Regions from separate parts of the Arachis hypogaea genome. Here region 1 is linked to region 2. A link is a contact called in public Hi-C data. All regions are on one chromosome and are shown on one strand. Each heading gives the region's core, a stretch centred on a gene start, on an enhancer-like site or on the middle of the called end of the contact. The rest is flanking DNA. Distances are from core to core; before and after follow the strand shown. Region 1 holds the start of LOC112804062 (28 kDa ribonucleoprotein, chloroplastic). Region 2 holds the start of LOC112803997 (bifunctional dTDP-4-dehydrorhamnose 3,5-epimerase/dTDP-4-dehydrorhamnose reductase).

Region 1 (4,746 bases), core at 1,572-4,071, 310 kb after region 2:
ACGCATGGACCAGGAATCCAAGAGATATGCATTCAAGCTTGTTTTCATGTAGTGCTCACTAAGTGAGCGCTATTAGGGCGCCCCTTGTGTGCATTCCTTGGTTCCCATTTCGAACCATGGTGCTCCCCAATGCACCTTGCTTTTCTTCTGTTGAGGCCCACGAAAATGCTCACTAAATGAGCATAGTACTCACTTAGTGAGCGCTGGTGCTTTGCTCCTTTGGGTGATCGCCATGCTTTTATGTCTTGGGTCATGCTTTTCAAAGCGTGGCCTAAAGTTCAAAGCGTTCTCAAACTTTAAAAGTGTGCCAAAAATTCCTTTTTTCACCATTTCTTCACCTACAAGTAATCACAACAACCAATCAAAGTATCTCCAAATTCACAAGGTTTCTCAATCATTCACAAACCAACTATTTCTAGCTTAAACCTTATGATTTTGTGTCAAATAAATGATGGTTGATTGAATTGACATAACCATGCAAATCCACTACAAATTACTTACTTATAGTGCAAGAAAGTGCATAAAACCTAATGAAACAAGTGAAAATGCTTGAAAAGATATCATAAGATGACTTGTCATCAATACTAAGTTTATAAAGGAATTATTGACCAACAAGAGGAATTAGAAGGAGAGTGAGACTGTGGTGCTCACAAAGGAATATAGTGCTATTATTCAGAAGGATCTCCCTAAGAAGATTCAAGATTTGAGAAACTTTTTTATTCCTTTCACCATTGGTGATATCACTATTCAGAGGGCATTATATGATCTTATGATTTAGGGTTCACAGTTTAGGGTTTTTGTGTTCTAGGATTTAGGATATACGGTTTACGATTTAGGGTTTACAATTTAGAGTTTTTTTTTCTAGGGTATAGGGTTTAGGGTCTAGGGTTTACAGGTTTAGGGTTTGTGGTTTAGGAGTCAAGGTTTAGGGATTAGGGATTATGGTTTATACTTTAAGGTTTAGGGTTCAACTTTAGGTTCGAGGGTTTACGGTTTATACCTATACTATGGAGTTAGATTAACCTGACTCCACTAGTAGCAATAGGCATGCATAACTTCCATACCAAGATTAGCTCGGTTAATAATATCAGCCCAGGTGTTAATTACATGACCTTGACTATCAACTACAGATTCGTTGAAATTAAAACCATTTAAATTGAAAGCCATAGTGCTAATACTTAACACGATTTCACTCCGCTTAGCCCTACACCCCCTCCAGGGGTATTTTAGTGATAGGTTCTAGAGATCAGAAATTGCTGAAGAAGGAACAAGATGTTTCTTTTGTTCTTTCCGGGCGATCGAAAAATAACATCAATATTGAGATCGGATAAAACAAAATTATATCCAAAAGGAATTACCGAATAGCTTATTATAATGGATATAACTGATATGGACATGGGTTACGGGCGTTGTTTTGGCTATATTGACCGCATCTTTTGGTGTAACTGGTTATTCCTTACCTTGGGACCAAATTGGTTATTGGGCAGTCAAATTTGTCTTAAAAGCCTACCATACCCTACCTGCGGGTTGAGAATCTCTCAACCCTAACCCTACCCGTACCCTAATATTCTAAACCCTACCCTACCCGATCTTACCTGCAGAAAAATAAAAAATTTTCAAGCAAATATAAAATTCAACCATTTCAAATTTTATACATATTAATAAAATAAAAAATAAAAAACTAAGTTCAAATTAAAATTAAAAACAATAAAATCTTAAAGAAATATAACATAAAATTACAAATAATATGATCATCAACTAGCTTAGTGGTTATTTCAAGTTTTTATAAAAAGAAGATTGTGAGTTCAACACTCACTTTCTTCACTACATACATAACTTTTACATATATATTATATAATATATTAGGAGAGCGGGTAGGGTAGGGTAGGGTACACCCTGAACCCGTACCCTACCTTACCCGTAGGCTAATTCGCACCGTACCCTACCCTACCTGCAACGGGTCGGGTAGACAACCCTACCCGAACGGGTTGGTCTAGGTTAGGTACCCGCAGGTAGGGTATATATTGCCAGCCCTAGTTTACGCGGTTAGGATTTAGAGTTTATGGTCTAGGGTTGATGATTTTGGGTTTACGATTTAGTGTTTACGGTTCATGGTTTAGGATTTAGGATTTAAGATTTAAGATTTAGGATTTAAGATTTTAGTGTTCAAGGTTTGGGATTTATGGTTCAAAGTTTAGGGATTAGGGTACATGGTTTGGGGGTTAGGGTTTATGGTTTAACGCTTTAGAGTTTAGTGTTTAGGGTTTAACTTTAGGTCCGAGAGTTTATGCGATTACAGTTTAGGGTTTAGGGATTAGAATTTAGGATTTATGGTTTAGGGTTGAGGATTTAGGGTTTATGATTTATGGTCCATGATTTAAGGTTTAGAGTTTAGGTTACAGAGAAAGACAATGTTTATCTTGTTGTTGTTGTTGTTGTTGTTGTTGTTCTACCATATACAGGTAGAGACATGAGCAAGAAGACAAAGACATGAATAGAAACAGAAAGAGACATAGACCTAGAAAATACATATCGAACATGTGATGATCATAAATACTTTTGTTAATATTCTTGTTTATGTCCTTATAGTTGATAAATATATTATAATTATCAATACTTTTATTATTATTATTATTATTATTATTATTATTATTATTATTATTATTATTATTATTATTATTATTATTATTATATGTTACTACTATTATTGTTGTTTTCCTTTTATATCTTTTTCATGAACCGTTAACAATTTATTCTGCATGCTTCCTACTTAGGTCCCTTAGTATAAAAGATGGCTCATCTAAGCAGAACAAAAAAACACACCCACCAAAGAATATTGCCTGTCCCAAGCCCAAGATTTATGGTCACCTCAGGTTTTCATTGTACCGCCTTGGCCCATGAGTAAACAAAAAAAAGGTTTAGTGAGATATCATTCACACACACCAACTGGCATTAGTTGTGGACGCCATTCTCCATCACCATATTACCAAGTTCACTTTGTCGTTTTGGCTCCAACCACCAAGACGTCTGTCAGAAGAATTCCTGATTCAATTTCGTTACTCCAGCCATGATGACTAACGAGGAAATCCCCGTTGCTTCCCTTGGCCAAATACTAATTAGTCGTTGTTTGGATTTCGTGTCCATGTCCGTCTCATAAAAAATAGAAACAAATATATCCAACGACCACCTTCCTCAGTACATATCACTTGTTTTTTATATCATAAAAACACAATTTTTGTTGCATCTTTGTTCTTGTTCCTTCAAATTTTTTTCCATGGATAGAAAAAAATCCTAATTGGTCTGATTGTTCCTGTTCCTGCGTTCATCTTGTCATAAACTGAAAAACTGCACTGTTTGTAGAATATTTACTAGACATCCACTATCTTGCATTTACTACCTTCTCTACATGTTTGTTCTAACTAATTGGTTTACGGTATTTTACCATTTCATAAAAATCTAATTGCACTGACTGTTTGCTTTCCTTTGTTCTTCTTGTTCTAAATCTGAAAGTTGCATTGACTGCAAATTGACTCAGTTAAGATCCACTATTCTACATTTCATACTTTTTTTTGCATGTTTCTACCCTTTGCTTCCATTTTTTCTCCTATCTGATGAAACCCTAACTAAACTAATGTTTAGGGTTTCTTGGTTCTTGTTACCCTGAACCCGAAAATTATGCTGTTGGAAATAAGATACCGGAGCTCAACTATTATATTTGTCCTACTATTTCAGTTGACCAACAGTTTCACCCTGAACCTTATTTTCTGTTTTGTATTAGGCATACATGTCTTCCTCTAGGGGCAAGGGTAAGCGACCGACAACGAGTGATCAAAACCTGGTGGTCCCTGATGGAAAGGATGTCCATATTCAGTACTTCTGGAAAGAACGACAAAATGACAGCATCGCATTGACGCGAGATTGGCCACAGTTCTATCGAAGGTACAAAATCAATCTGGACTCCATGCTGTATTTCAAACACATAGGTAACTCTGATTTCCAAGTGCATATCTTCACCTTTGGTGGCCATACTATCCCCACGTACCAACAACTACTGTATGAAAAGTAAGGCACCTACTAGCGTGTCAGCTGTATCAACAATCCTTTTTTCGACAAAGTTAAAGCAATAGATGAAAAATTCTCCACCAAATGCCCCTTTTTCGTGATGGACCTCACTGGCCTCATCTTGTCTTCCCACTTGTTGGTAAGCTAAACTAAGTGCAACATGTTCTTTTAATACTATTCTCCCGACCTTGTTTACTTGCACTAATTAATTTTCTTGTATGTGGCTTCATCAATATTATCTATCTCTTAATGATCTTTTGCTATGCTATAATTAGTCGAATGTTCCTCATCTGAGTCATTTTACTGGTCAGAGACACCCACTCTTCTTTGTACACGGCTATATTGAGGTTGAAGCAACCTACACTAAATTTAGTGGCACACAAAACAGTAGCTTCGGAATAATTTCTGGAAGTTGGGAAAACTTTGCAAGTTTGTGCAATTTCAAGCCTGGAGGTGTTGGGACCTTCAAGGTCATCTTAGTTAAATCGGTCACAATCCTTCAAGTCCGATGCCACTAGGAATATGCAAGCTGATGAACTTCTATCCTTTTGTTATTAATTACACATGCATTATGTAGTTTATGTTAATATTTAACTTTTTAAGAATTCTATTATTTAACCTACTCATTCCTGCTAAAACAATACATTTTGCTTTTTTGCTACACTGTTACTATTGTTTCACCTA
Region 2 (4,781 bases), core at 313-2,812:
TATCATAGTTTCTCAGCAGATCTTCTACCTGCAACATACAAGGTGAAACAGGGTAAATAAGTATACTAGCCTAAACCAATGTTTCATAATAGAAATGTCGTGGCTGTCAAATTAGCATTATCCTAAGTTATATAGGCAATTGCTTTTTCCATTTACACTTTTTGCCCTTCTTTCTTGTGTTTTCTTGCAAACTGAGCTACATCTATGAATAAAACATTGGTTAAGTGGTAATTTGACAACCATAACATTTTCTTTTTCTTGGGCAATTGTGCAAATACACCTACTTAGTTTGATGAGTTAGATTTAGACACTGTTGGATTGAAGTTTGAAACACAACACAACAAACACCACTTTGTTCCAAAACACTAGCCAAGTAGCTATTACTGCGGAGGGTCCACATATACATACATAACAAGATGATAAAACAAACATAACATGTGTGCCATTGCTCGAAAGAGTAACTAAAACATGTGACTGTACAAGTGATTCTCAACTTAAATTTCTAATCAAGTGTCGAAACGACACCAACAAAATATATCACTTTTTACTAACACTTTAAATTAAATCTTTAAGTACTAAATTTTAAATTCTAAACTCTAATCCTAATAATATAAAAATAAGGTGTTGTTTGGCTAGTATCAATAAAAGGTATTGGCACCCTAACATTTCTCAATTACAAAAGCTAAGATGACATTAGAACTTACCAAGTTATGAACAGATCTCTTCTATAAAAAAAGTTGCCAAAAGTTAAGAGAGAAAAGATAGGTATATATACCATGGCCTTGGTCTTGGAGTAGAAGGATCCAATGAAATTAGGAGTATCCTCTTCCTTGAATCCAATACCAGATCCAAGAGGATGATCCTTATCATATTCAAAGATGCATCCCGTGGCAAAATTAACCAACAACAAACCATTCTCGCGGCACACGTCAGCAAGCGTCAGGGTTCCGACCACGTTGGCCCGTATAGTCTCCACCTTGTGTGATTCACACCAGTCCACGTTGGGCCGTCCCGTCACACCCGCCGCGTTCAACACGTGCGTGGGCTTCGCCGCCGCTATGTCCGCCTCAAGGGAAGCCCTGTTTTCCAGTCGTCCCGACCCGTAGGAGAAGTCTATCCCCTGGGCCCGGCAGAGGTCCCCCAGCAGGCCCCCTATCCAGCCCGTTTTACCGTACAGGAGGAACTTGAGGGGCTTGTTAGCTCCGGCGCCGTTGGTTGGAAAGCCCATGTATGAAGCTGAAGCGCTACTTGTGATGAATCTCTGAGTTTTTCTGTTGTTTTTGACTTCTGCGTTTGTTGTGTATTTCCGCTTTTGAGATTTTTCTGTTGTGAAACTTACAAGAATGGGATTTTCGGGTGCTAGGTTTCGAGGATATATATATAGCGGATATGAATGTGTGTATTGAATAGGGACACACATTATTTGCATCTTTTTCCCCGACAGTGACTCCTATGAACACGGTTAATCGGCTATTAGTTCTTACAAGATTCTATTGTTATTTTGTTGTGCTAAATTCGCGAATGGTCAATTTTGCTACTCAATATTTCAATTACCATTATTTTAGGAGTGTAATCCCTATTCCCTGGGATGTGATTCAGCTCAAAAGCGAAAATTCAATTTGAAAGACAAAATTATTACTCAAATTGTTCACTGAAATTATACTTGTATTTTAAAATTAGTCTCTAAAAATTTAATTTATTTAATTTAGTTTCTAAAAGTTACATTTATGACTCATGTTAGTTCTTCAATTATTTTTTATAAACACGTACTAATATGAGATGCTGACATGGACTATCAGTACCGCATATCGAAATTTGGTTCAACCAAATATAATAGAATGCTGATGTAGCTATTAATGACACATAGCATGCTGATATAAATGGTAGTATTACGTGACAGAATATAATTTTTTTTTGTCATAACATGATTTCTCTACGTGTTATTAATATGCCTTTATTGCAGATGACTCAATTTAGTCATTAAATTTTGTTAAGTGACTTAATTTAATTTCTGAATTTTGCTAAGCGGCTTAGTTTAGTTTAAATTAAAGTGGTTCATAGACTAATCTTTTTTTTAACTTACTAATTTTTCATATATTTTTCATATGCAACTTAAATAACATTTTATCAAAAATTTTTTCGAAAAGCTTATGATACAACAATTTATTTTATAAAAAACTGTTAAAGTTTTCAAAGGAGTTGATGAATATGGTATAAGAAAAATATGATTGCAAGAAAAGAATGAATCAAATCTAGATATTTGAGAGAGAAATGAATATAATCTTGTATTGAATACTTGGAATGGGTGAATTACACTTGATCTGAATTGGGATATAAGGATTTTATATATAGCAACTTAGCATAATAGAATAACTACCTAGAGATGAACTAAGAATTCAATCACTCGTATAGCAATTGTAACAGAATTTTGAACTTGCTATTCTTGTTTTTTAATGTTCAAGTTATCACTATCCTTCACACTCCCATCAAACTGAGAGAGGGTCTTGGAACCACTCTAGATTTGCTACAAAATTTTTAGAACAAACTGATAGATAAAGTTTTGGTAAAGATATTTGCTACCTGGTCTTGTACTGGAATGTTGGTGACAAATAACTTTTGAGTAGTGACTTGCCCCTTACAAAATGAAAGTCTAGTTCTAAGTTTTTTGACTTACTATGCAAGATGGGATTGGTTGCAAGTAATCAAACACTTTGGGATACAAGAAATTTGCCTAGGTAGCTGCTAGAGCTCGAAACTCAGTTTTCATACTTGACCTGCTCATAGCATGTTGTTGATTGCTGTTCCATGATATCAAATTAGTTCCTAAGTAGACACATATTCGGTTACAGGTTTTCTATCATCACAATCTGCTCCCTAATCTACATTGTAACGACCCACATTTTTTAAAATCTAAATATGAATAAGTTATAATTTATTTTATGAATTGGAATTCCTTATTTTTAGAAATTATTTTATTATAAAATATTTTACATAATTAAAACTATAATTCTAGTAATTTATGAGTAATGAAAAATTATATGTATATTTTATAAGTAATTTATATTTTACTTAGTCATGCGAATAGAACATGTAGTAGTTGTTGTCCGTGCATAAAACAGAATAATAAAGAAAGTAATACCGAATTGGTGTAGAAACAATGATGGAAAATCAGTTAAGACCTTGGAGATGCTTGTTCTTTCGGATTAATACTTCTTATTAACTACTTTAACAATGAGTGATTCATTTAATGGCAAGGCTATAAGTGATTAAAGCCGAGGCTAGTGGTCTTTAATCTCCTCTGATCCACATCAAACGCCGGTGCTAATGGTCATTCAATATGAATGAGGGTGAAGCTCACGCAATTCAATCTCTGGTGATCCTACTCAAAATGCCACAGACAAGGTCAGATCTTTCGGATTGGAGAATGATGCTCATTATTCTAGCCATAACGCCATAGAGACCTCAATTACCCATGACTAACGAGATTTCATGTCACGTATCCCAATTAGCCCAAATAACTTGTTGGAACCTGTGATGTATTCTTAACCTGTTGCTCCATACTATCCGGCTAAGGCTTCGTAAGAGCTCATGTAGAATAAGGGGGTCATACTCTCGTTTCATCCCAGATCCATAAAGATGAAGAACGACAATACATCATAAAAAGGAACTAAACATATATTAGAGTAAAAAAGTAATAATATTAATCCATGGGAATGAGCAGAGCTCCTATCCTTAACTTAGGAGGTTTAGTTGCTCATACTTTATAAAGAAAACAGATAAGAAGGTGTAATGTAATGTGTCTGTACTTCTCCCCTCCTGGGAGGCATGATCATCAGGAGGAAGGAAGTCCCTTATTTATAGTAAAAATTCTAAGACTAAACCTAAAAGATATTGTTCTTAATTAAAAATTACAAAAAGAAAATAAAATAAGTTAAGAAGTGCTAAAATCCACTTTGGGCCCACTTTGGTCATGTGCTTCGTATGCCTGGCGTACAACTTGGGCTTCTGGGCGTTGAACGCCCATTAGGGGGTGAGCGTGCTGTTTCCTTGCTCCATGGGTGGTGTTGAACTCTAGTCTTGGGCGTTCAATGCTGGGCTTGCTCCTCTTTGAGTTGGGCGTTGAACTCCAGTCTTGGGAGTAAGTTGGGCATTCAACGCCTAGTTTGGGCAAACATTTCCAATGAAAAGTATATACTATTATATATTTCTGAAAAGCTCTAAAAATTAGCTTTCCAACGTCGTTGAGAGCGTGTCGATTGGACCTCTGTAACTCAAGATATACTCGTTAGAATGCATGGAGGTGAGGATTTGACAGCATCTGCTATTCTTTCTTTGCCGCTGAATCAGACTTTGCCAAAACTTGCCAATTTTGCCAAAAATCACCTGAAATCATAAGAAAAACACAAAAACTCAAAGTAGCATCCAAAATGTGAATTTTGCACTAAAACTTAATAAAACTTAATAAAATATAATTGCTACAGTGATGGTGTATAAGAGTTTCGAAGTAAGACAACATGCTGTACTTAGAGAAGAACCCAAAGAATAGAGCAGCTGCAGCTCCGATGATGACATTCCACGGGTAGAATGGCGGCAGGAAGCTCCGGTGGTGACGCAGCGGCTTTGAGATAGCGTACTGGCCCTTCTTTCTCGCATGCAACAGCACCAACATCAACCACCGCACCTCCCTCTTTCCACTATTGCGTTATCTCTTTGCAGGTTTCTCCTCCGGCAGCGGCAATAGTGACTGGACAGTGATGAACGGTGATGGCTCTCCATGGACG

Evidence for each region. Hi-C and Micro-C count contacts between places; a contact is called where the count stands out from the background.
Region 1: a contact with region 2 is called in a Hi-C map of leaf, with 2.8 times the contacts expected there. The contact joins the promoter of LOC112804062 here to the promoter of LOC112803997 in region 2. A contact is called at or near these places in 2 of 8 Hi-C or Micro-C datasets (both in leaf).

Annotation. Positions count from the first base shown.
Region 1 is chr1:52,910,630-52,915,375 of arahy.Tifrunner.gnm2.J5K5, forward strand. It overlaps LOC112804062 (28 kDa ribonucleoprotein, chloroplastic), which reads left to right and starts at 2,822. Exons shown (of 5, transcript XM_025847498.3): 1 at 2,822-4,201; 2 at 4,374-4,746.
Region 2 is chr1:52,602,653-52,607,433 of arahy.Tifrunner.gnm2.J5K5, forward strand. LOC112803997 (bifunctional dTDP-4-dehydrorhamnose 3,5-epimerase/dTDP-4-dehydrorhamnose reductase) reads right to left here and starts at 1,563. Exons shown (of 2, transcript XM_025847441.3): 1 at 776-1,563; 2 at 1-28. The coding sequence starts at 1,429.